Regions from separate parts of the Rattus norvegicus genome. Here region 2 is linked to region 1. A link is a contact called in public Hi-C data. All regions are on one chromosome and are shown on one strand. The core of a region is the stretch at or near the end of the contact, and the rest is flanking DNA. Distances in the headings are between cores, read along the strand shown.

Region 1 (5,782 bases), core at 3,269-5,768:
ATTTGTATATATAGTTTGAATACAGAGCATTTGTTATGGTCGGTATAAGCAAAAGAATCCACCCACTTTGCAGGATCTTTTTTTTTTTTTTTTTTTTTTTTTTGCCTCGGTACAGCTACACACAGAGCTGGACACACCTGTGACAGGATGACGTCACTGTTGCCCTCCAGGAAGTTCTAAAGCTTGTCCTGCCTTGTAAAACTGTGCAGAGATAAGGACAACTGTACCCGTGAAGCGGCCCGTGTAGGAAATGAGGGTACTATACTCTCGGTGGTCTTTTTTTGCAAGATAAAGCTTGTTGTCAACGTGTGTATTGGTTCCTGTTGTTGATAAAATATCCTGATGAAAGCAATTGGAACTGGGGGAAGGGTTTATTTTGGCCCTCACTTCCAGAGACGATAGTCACATTGTGACTCGGAGGCACGACAGCTGGCAGGGGCATAAGGCTGGCATGCATGTTGCATTGGCAATCTGAAAGTTGAGAGTAAAACCAGATCCTTGTAGACAGAAGGGCATCGTTCCCATAGACTAGAGCAGTGGTTCTTTGAGTAAAGTGTTTGCACCCCTGTCTCCGAGGGCAAACCATGAGGGCCTGAGTTCAGATTCCCTAGCACAAACACAAAAGGCCAAGGCAATATGAATGCCCCAAATCTAGACAGAATGCTTCCGTCTACATGATTCTGTGTGCCTCCAAGGGGAAGATAATGTCTGAAGAGCAGGTGCGTGCTGAGATTTCAATATTGTGATTTTGACTTGCTAGTAAGTGCCCCCCATTGGATAATACAAGTTTCTGAAGTGACAGAGCCCTTTTTCTTTTTTGACACCAGGTTGTTGTGGTTTGAATGTGAACGGTCCCCCATACTCTCCCGTGTTTGACTGTTTGGTCCTTGGCTAATGGCACTGTAGGACTTGGAGTCTTCCTGGACGGAGGAAGTATGTTTCCAGGAGTGGGCTTTGAATTTTCATAGCCTGGTCCCACTTCCTGTTTTTACTCTCTAGTTTTAGATCGCCAATGAAACATGAAATGCCCTAAAAGTCTGTGACCTCTGCATTGGGTTTTCTGAGGTAGCTGGATCTCTGGATCTGTCTGGGCTTCCCATGTTGCCAACTTAGGGAACTCCAGGTTCAAGAATGAAGGTGGGGGTGAGGTGGGGAGATGGTTCGGTGTGCAAAAGTGCTAGCTTCCTTGTGAGGAGTGATACTGAGAACCAATGTGATAGTTTGTACATGCTTGGCCCAGGGGACGGCACTATTAGGAGGTGTGGCTTTATTGCATGAGGTGTGTCACTGTGGCCATGGGCTTTGCCCTTGCTGCTTAGAAGCCAGTCTTCTAGCAACCTTAAGATAAAAGATGTAGAACTCTCAGCCCCTCTTTCACCATATCTGCCTGGTTGCTGCCATGCTCCCGCTTTGATGACAATGGACTGAATCTCTGAACCCGTAAGCCAGCCCCAATTAAGTGTTGTCCTTTATAAGAGTTGCCTTGGCCATGATGTCTGTTCACAGCAGTAAAACCCTAGCTAAGTAAAGGCATAGTACAAGCACTCCAGAGACGAAAAAACAAACCAGCAAAAACTGGCAGAGACCCTACCTCAAAGGAAAGTAGAAAGTGAGGACCAACTCCCGTGGTTGCCTCTGACCTCCCTAGTTGCTCTCTGACCTCTGTACATATGCTGTGGCACGTGCACTCGTGTGCGCGTGCGCGCACACACACACACACACACACACACACACACACACCTGTATTCACACACACACAACTGTGCCTACACACATGCACACACATACTCACACACACAAATAGTACACACATTGTATGCATAAGCTTTTTCAAATAATAAGGTGAAGAGAGACTATGAAACCGTCAAATCCCCTGACCTCTATGAGCATGTTCATACACATGCACACACTATAAACACCTATGCATTCATACACACTAAACACAAGGAATGAAAAGTATGTTTGGCATTTAAAGCTTTGAGGCTAGGTGTGGTGCCACCATGCCTCTAATCCCAGCATTTGGGAAGCAGAGGCAGGCCCATCTGTCTGGGTTGAAGGCCAGCCTGGTCTATATAGTGAGTTGTAGGCCAGCCCAAGTTACATGGTGAGACCCTGCTTCAGAAAGGGGGGGTGTGTGTGTGTCACGTTTCATGTGTAAGATGTTTAATAATAACAACAGAACCCCTTTGATTCCCTTACTTTGACTGATTAGGATCTTTTCTTACTAACCACAAGAAAATGACTGTAAATAAATAGTCTATGTTCTTAGGATGCTATTACGGTTATTAAATTTTACCTTCCTTTGTATGCAAGCCTCAGGGCCTGCTTATCAGATTACCCCTAAATGCTGCTGTGTGTGTATTTCATGCATTATTCCTAGATACCTTGTAAGACAGTTTCTAGATTCAGGTGGCCCCTGTTGAAGGTGTGCAAACAGCCCAGAGGAAACAGAAGAAAGGCCCGAAGGATCAGACACTAGAATGTTCAGGAACATCCCAAGGGAAAGAACACGGAATTCTAATGCAGAACACACTGTGGGAGTTTTGAGTAGATAACCCTACTTCGTTCCCTGATTTAAATAGGTATAATCATAAATAAACTAATTTAAATAAAAAGCTAATCCAATTATCTGACTGAAATAGGTGGTTACTAGAAAAGATTAAAGACAACAGCACCCTGAAGGGGAACCTCCTCTGAAGGGGAAGCTCTCATCTGTTAGGAATGGTTGGCTTGTCTGGAAGCCAGGGAACAGGCAAGACAATCTTTTTAGGTTTTTTGTAGCACCATGACTCTGTGATATATTTATACAACTTCTAGCATATTCCAGGTGTTATGTGGTTCTGATTCCTGTGGTCACTGTGGCCTAGCCTATATTTCATTACTTACTGCGGATTCCTCTTAAATTATAAGACAAGTAAAAGAAAAGACTAAAGCAAAAGACTTGGGAGGAAAAAGCGGATACACAAGTCTGCCATGAAAATAAAAGAGGACCGTGCTCACAGCGTCTCTGAGCCAGCTGACCTGGCTCCTGGACACGGGAGAGTAGCCAAGAAACAGGACAAGAAACCAGACCTAGTCTATCTCCATGGATGTTCTGAGAGACTTGCCTTTGTTCCATGGGATCCCTTTTACTAAAGTTTGAAAGTACATATGACAGCAGAGAACGAAATATTATTTTAACTTAACGTATTCAGGAAATAATTTACGGTATTAATAGCTGCTCTTCTGGGTGATTTATTAAAAGGGAAAGGCGGTGTGATTTAGGAGACTAGTTAAAATTTTATGGTCAGTGGCTCTCTCCCTTAAGCAATAGAACTCTGAAAATCATTCCCATGGAAAATTGTTTTCCCAAAATTAATAATAACAACAACAACAATAATAACAACTTTGCTTCAGGTACTGTAGGAGTTAAACAATCTCTCGTGTGCTAGGCCAGGGATCTATAAACCTTTTTTTTTTTCCATGAGAAAACATGTTCCATGTTCCAAAGTACTGACTTACGAGTGAACTTCAAAACTATGTCCATTTACAGGGCTGAGTTTTTCTGTGCCATTTCATTGAAACCACAAGTCATTTCTCCAGGCCACGATTAAATGAGCATATTCATTTCCCCCTCAATGGTAGCTATCATCATGCACACATGTGTTCATACATGTGCAAACACACATCTGCACACTCAACAGTTAAGGGTTAAAACTTTATAGCCTAGGGGATTTTTACAGCAGGGAAGAAAGCAAGAAGACACCAAATGTTACAGATACCCATAAAGACCTATTACATCTGCTTCCACAGAAATAGGCACACCTTTAAAACTGTACTTTGAACAATTCCTTCTCCACAGATGCGCTCCTAAACACTGCTGGCCAGGTGTTGGATCTTTGTGTTACATATAATACAAACTCAGGATGACACTGGTTCATCTGCACCAGATCTAAATATAGCTCTCAGTTAGGGGGCGTGATTTGTATGATTTTGCAAAGTGGAGATTCTATCTAGTGTGACTGAAGAGGCTTCTCCCACTCCCCGAAGGGCAAGGGAGTGGTGGCCAAGAGTCTTCACAGCCCATTTGCTAGTCCTAAAGTGACTTCAGCACTGTGCCCTAAGTATAGTGAAGGTCAGAGTGCCACAGGCATCCCACAGGGAGAGGAACCTGTTATTCTGGTTGGAGAGTGGCAGAAACTGACCTCAGACATCGAAAAGATTAGCAAGAGCAGATCACTTTGCTATTGGTTTTTCTGCTGGAGTTTCCCAAGATGTATGAAGCAAATGGGAAGCCTACGTGTGAATTGTTTCTCCTAATTATGTCATTTAACTATTTGGGGCCAAAAATACACCAGTGAGTAAGTGTCGCTCCCTGTTTTCTGGGTGAGAAACTGAGATAATTTGACACCTTCTGAAAATAACTGGAGCAACTGCGAATGATGGCTTGACCTGGACCTGGGCTCACCCAGATCCAAAGGTTGTTCCCATAATGCAACGGTCGATCTCCAGCAGTGCTTTTGGAATCCTAGAGTCTTGGCGCCCTTCCGCTGGAAATGCTGGCCAGGAATCCAGAACATTCTTTTGAGGGGGCGGGGGAGTGAGTAGTGGCACAGGCAGCTTTTCTATGATGCAGCAGCCAGGCTGAGGAAGGTCTTCAGCAAGGTCCTCATGTCAGCATTTCCTGGAAGGGTGATCTCTAGGGCTCCATGCTCCCTCTGTCCAGGAAGAAGGGAAAAGGGAATGGCTTAGAAATTCGAGGGCTCCTCTGTACCCTGTTTTCATCTAGAAGATTCACAGAGATTATTCACATTTTAATGACTGACAGTCTTAAGACATAGACATATATACTGTATGTGTGTGTGCATGTCTGTATTTGTATGTTCCCATGTGTGTGGGCACACCTGTGTGTGTGTGTGCACGCTGGTGATTGTGAGTGTGTACGTGCATGTGCATGTCCATGTATATGCTGATGACTGTGTATATGTATGTGTGTGTGTTGAGGGCTTGTGTGTGTGTGTGTGTGTGTGTATATGTGTGTGTGTGTACTGATGACTGAGTATATATGTGTGTGTTCGCATGTTCACCTGTGTGCACCCATGTGCATTCATGTGCTGGTAACCATATATGTGAGTTTGTGTTAGTGTGTTCACATGTATGTGTCCATGTATATGTATGTGCTGTGACTGTGTGTCTATTTGCATGTTCACATGTATGTATGTGCTCACATGTATGCATGTCCTGGTGACCATGTGTGTCTGTTTTGTGAGTATTTGTGTATGAGTGTATGTGTGTGTGGTATGTATGTGCGAGTGTGTGTGTGTGTGTGTGTGTGTGTGTGTGTAGCTTGTCACTGGCCATCTTCCTCATCATTCTTCACTTTATTTTCTGAAGAACAGATTCTCCCTAAACCCAGATTTCCCAGTTCACCATCTTGCTCTGAGAATCACATGTCTTCACCTCCTGAGGCCTGGGATTACAGACAGATTGCCATGCCTGCCCCATTTATGAGGGATAGGGATCTAAGTTTTAGTCTTCATGCTAAGACATCAAGCATGTTACTATGTATGTATGTATGTATGTATGTATGTATGTATGTATCATCTATCTATCCATTAGTCTATTCCTACATACACACATGCATACATATGTTATATATATATATTACATACACATACATATACATACATGCACATACGTTTTAAACACCAGTTTCTCCTAGACTTCCCCAGGCTTAGTTGATCAGGGGATTTTTGTGTGTCATGGCTGTGCTTTGGATCCCACAGAACTTACACATCATAAT
Region 2 (5,782 bases), core at 2,191-4,690, 180 kb before region 1:
AAGGTAGGAGAGATTCCATGAAGAGAAAGGAAGACAGAGAGTATCGGGGCTCAGATTCATTCTTATACAACTCACAGGAGCTAATTCATTCTGTGAGGCCAATGTTTACCAAGGATAATGTCCCAATGACTTCAGCACCTTGTCTCAAGCCCTATTTCCCCAGTCTGTCTTATGATCTGCCAATGGAACCCATGGCATTGTGTGAATGAGAACAAGGGCTCGACCACTAAGCTACCTTGCTGGACTCCACCTCCACTGCTGTTTTTTTTTGTTTGTTTGTTTGTTTTTTTTTTTTTGTTTTTTTTTTGCTTTTTTAAATTTCTACATTCACTTATTTTCTCCAACGTGTCTCCTTCCCAGTCAGATTGCCTAGAGCAAGTGGGCCTTTCCCCCATGGAATGTTGACAGCTGCTGGCTCCAGAAACCAGGAGTGGGATCACAAACCCAGAGGGCCTCAACGCACATTCTTTCATGGAATGGTTGCTCAAACTGCAGGCTCTGCCTCAGGACCAGATGGTCAGAGGAGGTCTCTAAAACATTAGGAAGATTGCCTGGCAACTCCCATCCCTTGGCCTGTCTTTATCAACTCGGCAATTATTAATTGGGAGTCTATTCTGGGCCGCTCGTTGTACTGAGGGAAGTAATTCACACTAATGAGCAATGACTGATGGACTTAATTCTCTAAGGGACAGTCACATCTCTAAAGTGTACACATTAATCCAGATAAATCTCCCTTTCATGGAGTAAATGTGAAGCAGGCCATTAGCACCCCACTTAGGAGTTCTCGTGACAAGCAAAGGGCTCTTTGCTCGTTGGCATCCCAAACAGCATACCTAGACCTTAGAAAGTGGCCAGGAGAATTCAGGATAGGGACAGCTTGTTCCCATGCAGTAGCGACTCTTTGAGAGTGTAGCCGTGTGTGGTGCTGCCCACCTCATAACTCTCTGGCTTGTGGTTCACGTTGTCTTCCCTTATGTCCTAGCTTGTGAACGGAAGTTCCTAATTTAGGTCGTGGGTAAGCCACATCTGTTCAGCAGGAGTTCCCGTTGTTCTGAGAAATAACTTGACCACAAGCAACCTTAGGGAGAGAGGGGTTATCTGGCTTACAATATCAAATCACATTTCCTCACTGAAGGAACTCAAGACAGGAACTGGAAGGCAGGCCTGTTTGCTATTCCGTAAGACCAGCGGCCTCACTTCACAGCCAAAGAAGTGTGGCAAGGACCTGTGGAAAACAGAATGTTGTTTGTGGGCTCATGCTTAACGAGCTCCTTTATACAGTTCAGAATCATCTTCCCAGGGAACAGTGTGGTTCCCCCACAGTGGGCTGGACACTCCTACATTATAACAGACAACTAATCCAGTCTAGGCAATTCTTTTTTTTTTTAATAATTGTTTTTGTTTTGTTTGTTTATTTAATGTATATGCGTACACTGTTGCTGTCTTCAGGCACACCAGAAGAGGGCATCAGATCCCATTACAGATGGTTGTGAGCCACCATGTGGTTGCTGGGATTTGAACTCAGGACCTCTGGAAGCAGTCAGTGCTCTTAACCGCTGAGCCATCTCTGCAGCCCTAGGCAATTCTTTTTTTTTTTTTTTTCTATTTTTTCGGAGCTGGGGACCGAACCCAGGGCCTTGCGCTTGCTAGGCAAGCGCTCTACCACTGAGCTAAATCCCCAACTAGGCAATTCTTTAATTGAGGTTCTTTCCAGCGATTCTAGGTTGTGACTGTGACATTTAAAACTAACCAGCTTGCGTTCTGCCCTTCAGTTTGAATTCTTACTCCCAGCGTCCCATTCCTCAATTTTCTGTGGAGTAATCTCTGGAGGGACAAGGTTTTAAAAGTTTTCAGGAAGACAGTCCTGGAGTTACGAGGCTCTTAACCGACCTGTCCCCCATCTCCTGATTACTGGAATATTTAGAATGAGTTGGGGATCAGAGATGAGAGGTAACAGAATCACGTGGCCCCAGCTAAATGGTCTTTTTTGCTAATTGCAGGGAAACCATGAAGAAATCTGGCCAGTGCCAGATTTGCAGTGGTTAATATATCTGTCTTGTTCACCATCCTACCTTCTTATGTCACTAAATGTCATGTTTGTTGGCGACTTAACGCGCAGCTGGAAAAGAAAAACCTTATTGAGGAACTGTCTCCAACAGATTGGTCTTTGCTCATACCCGGGGAGCATTTTCGTGATTGCTAGTTGATGTAGGAAGGCCAGCCCACAGCTGGCTGAACTATTCCTAAGCAGGTGGGCCTGGGATGTGTAAGAAAGACAGCAGTAAGGTGAACCTGGAAGCCGCGGGTAAGCACATTACTCCATAGTTTCTGCTCCAGTTCCTGCTTGTAGGTTCCTCCTGCCTCGGCTTCCTTCCATAATGGACTGTAACTGGTTAGCCAAACAAATCCTTTTCTTCTCCATGTTATTTTGGGCCAATGGTGTTTATTAAAGTCACAGAAAAACAATCTAGGACACTGGAAACACAATGTAACTCTCTGGCCATATTACTTCTGTAGCTGGTGATTAGTAAAATACAAAACAAAAAACGACTAAGTGTGCCTGATAGAGCAGCACTGTCAAGTATCACCAGTTCCGTTCTCCATAGGTGTCTGAGAAGCTTAAGTTCTAGAAACTTCCTAGCGGTGGGAAGAGAGATAGTGAAACAGGTACCTGAGTGCACAGAGCATCCACTTTTTCTATCTGCTATAAGGACTTCCTGGAGTCAGCTTAGTACCCCTGTTTCCAGTGGAGTGCTTGTAGGACCAGGGAGGGCAAGAAAAAAGCGCCCTCTGATTCTCAGCCAGGGGCGTGCAGGCGCTACCCGCCTGGCCCTGACCGGCGTGTTTCATTAAAAAACCTACCTATTGCCTTTTTATCGTCCGGGCTAGGTGTTGAACCCATATCCCAGCACACTGTATCGGCCTTTGGTAGATGGGTCGCTTGGGATATAGAAAGAGAATCAAGTTCTCAAAATGAAAAGACAAACGTAGTCAAATCCTCCAACTCGGCGACTGTTTATGAGAGCGAAGTCAGCGGGGCCCCAAGAGGTCGCTGGTAGCGCAGGAACCGAGACCGGATTGTAGAGAACGGAGGGGGAGGCGGGGGTGGGGGAGACGACAAACCACACACCCAGAAACTTTCTTCCTTGTTGCTGATCCTCGGCCCCCTCCTCCCTCCCTGCCCGCCCCAGCAGAAGCCGTAACGTGACACCGAGTCCAGCGTCGAGACCCGGGGTGGAGAGGGAGGGGAGTGTGGGGAGGGAGGAGAGCCGGCCGCCTTGAGCCGGAGAGAAAGAGGAGAGGAGGAGAGGCGAGGAGGGAAGGGAAGGGAAGCCCCTGTCAAGGAGGTGGAGCGAGAGGGTGGTGTCCGCCTCCTGATCCTCCCTGCCTTGAGCTAGCCGAGCCTGATCCGGGACCAAACACGCCGCCCGCGACCCACACAAAGCCCGGGGGGTCCACGCTGGCGCTGGAGGCGAGCCGGGAGCGAGCCCGGGGCGCGGCGGGACTTGGGGCGCAGGGCTGCCACGGGACACGGGGCTGCTAGTGGGACGCGCGACCGGGCGTGGGTTGCAATCGCTACCCTCTACGGCGGGGCCCGGAACATCTTGGGCCCTTTGGGGCCGCAGCGAGCGGTGGGGACCAAGATGAGCAGAGTACCCTGAGCCCGGCAACTTCGGCCCCTCCCCGCCCCCACTCGGCTGCCCACAGTGCGTCCCTCTCCATGTGCAGACGGCCGGCCAGGCGCTCCGGCTGGCGGCGGATGGGTGACCTCTTCCTGGCCCGGGCGGGCTGTGCGAGGCGGCGGAGCGGGCGATGAAGAAGAAGCAGCAGCAGCATCCCGGCGGCGGCGCGGATCCCTGGCCCCATGGGGCCCCTGTGGGGGGCGCCCCTCCGTGCCTGGGCAGCTGCAAGCGCCGGATCCCGCTGCTGCCTTTCCTGCGCTTCTCCCTCCGGGACTACGGTTTCTGCATGGCTACGCTGCTGGTCTTCTGCCTGGGCTCCCTTTTCTACCAGCTCAGCGGGGGACCCCCTCGTTTTCTACTCGACCTGCGGCAGTATTTGGGTAAGAAAGGACTGCGCCGGACCCCGCAAAGTTGGGCACCCGGGGAAAGGATGATAAGTGGGGAAATCTCTAAAGCTGTCACGGCCACCACGGTCCCTGAGACTCCCCAGGTGGGATGCCAACCAGCGTCCATCCCTGCGTGCGGCAGCTGGGAGCGCCTGCTCCCTACTGCACTCCAGGCAGTCCGCAGGCGCCGCGGGGCGCCGGGCAGGTGTCCCAAGTCCTGAGGTCTCGTACCCGTCCCCATATCGCCACTCCAACTGGGGCAGAGTAGACAGGAGCATGTTTATGAGTGTTTGTGTGTACTCTGGCCTGGCGGTGCGTGGACAGTCTCTGTGATGTGGTTAAAGACTTACGATCCTGTCCCGTCTGGCTTTCTGAGTTGTGTGGGTTGGTTTAGCCCCGTTTCCCAGTCACTTTTAGCTATTCTATCCGGTGGGTTCCCCTTTTGTGAGTTGGCCCAGGTGATTCCATCCTTAGGTTGGTTTGTTCCTTGGCAGCACCTGCGCACCCCGCGGACTGCAGCGAGAGTGCAGGAGAAATTGGTGCTGTCTTTAGGTGCCAGTCAGCTGTGTCGCCTTCTGTGACCTGTCGAACTTCCACCATGTATGTGTCTCAGGTCAACTTTTTTTCTTCTTGGTTCGTGGCTGAATAAGGAAGAGGTCGGAACCCAAGAAAACAGATTTCAGTGAGGTGTTACCTCCCTCCTCTCTCATCCATGATTCTGAGTGCCAAGGTTTGGCCTGCACTCGCCCAGGTCCCTGGGATGATGCTGGCTCATAAGCCTTGGCTAAGGGAGGATGTAAATACCTTGACTTCTGTGGCCAGAAGAGGTCGTGCAGAGGTTGTCTCTGAGGTGGTAAATCTGAGTGGAAGAAGCTACAGTGGCCATCTGCAGGCCCAGAGTCAGTTCAGGTTCATCAAAGTGCTGGGACAAGAATGGGCCAAACTGGCGACTCACAGTTACCTCAAAGGTCCCTTTCCTCACAGAAGCCACACATCTAGTAACAGCAGGCCTGTTTGGAAGGAAAAGAACCAAGAAAGCCACAAAAAACCACACCAATAAAGTGTTTGGGAGTGGTGTAAGCTGATAAAATCGTATTGCTTCCTCGGACAGAAGCTGGGATTTTTTTTTTTTTTAAAGTTAAAATTTCATTTCAGGTAAAACATTGGGGGCACTGTGATTTCACAGGAACCTCTGTGGAAGATTAAAGAGAAAATATTGCCTTTGTCAGATTTCTGAAGCGTAATTCTCAGCATCCGGCTTTATGGTTTTAGGTTAATAGCCCTTTTTATTGGTGAGAGTAACCTCTTCATTCTCTGTTCTACGTTTTGGAACCTTGAACCTTCCTTCCTGCTTTCAGACGCCCGCTCTTGCTCTTGGTCATTTCATCTTCACTATCAGGAACTAGTGTCCACTCCTGTTGGTCAGCACTGAAGCTCAGGGCTACTCTTCCATAGAATCTGTTGTGCACCACCCACCACCAAAAGCTCTTTTAAGTTAAGTGTGGCGGTCCAGGGTGCAGAGCTTCCTCCTATGTTGTATGGGGCTGGAAGGCCCCATGTTTTCCCAGGAGTGCTTTGCTTTGAGCACGGTTGCTCAAACTTAACAGCTTTGGCTCTTCTCTGTGTAATTAGGGTTTGAACCTTTTCCCCTCAAACCTGAACCCAGCTCTTACAGTTTTGCGGTTCTGTTACCCTTTGTGTGAAAAAGGAAAC

The links. A called contact is a pair of places that touch in the nucleus more often than the background predicts.
Region 2: a contact with region 1 is called in a Hi-C map of the A7r5 cell line, with 5 times the contacts expected there. The contact joins the promoter of Ust here to the enhancer-like site in region 1. A contact is called at or near these places in 10 of 12 Hi-C or Micro-C datasets (the A7r5 cell line, the Rat2 cell line, Schwann cells and 5 more) and 1 of 1 datasets of contacts at active chromatin or transcription factors (oligodendrocytes).

The regions. Positions count from the first base shown.
Region 1 is chr1:4,600,882-4,606,663 of GRCr8, reverse strand. The region is part of intron 3 of Ust (uronyl-2-sulfotransferase); the gene reads left to right. Among named protein-coding and RNA genes, the nearest start is that of Ust, 180 kb to the left of the region's middle. Within about 2 kb of position 4,518, at least 7 of the 93 cell types and tissues checked have an H3K27ac peak or open chromatin away from gene starts, as enhancers often do. A contact at or near this core is called in the A7r5 cell line, where this site is marked.
Region 2 is chr1:4,780,014-4,785,795 of GRCr8, reverse strand. Ust (uronyl-2-sulfotransferase) reads left to right here and starts at 3,440. Exons shown (of 8, transcript NM_001108458.1): 1 at 3,440-4,063. The coding sequence starts at 3,814.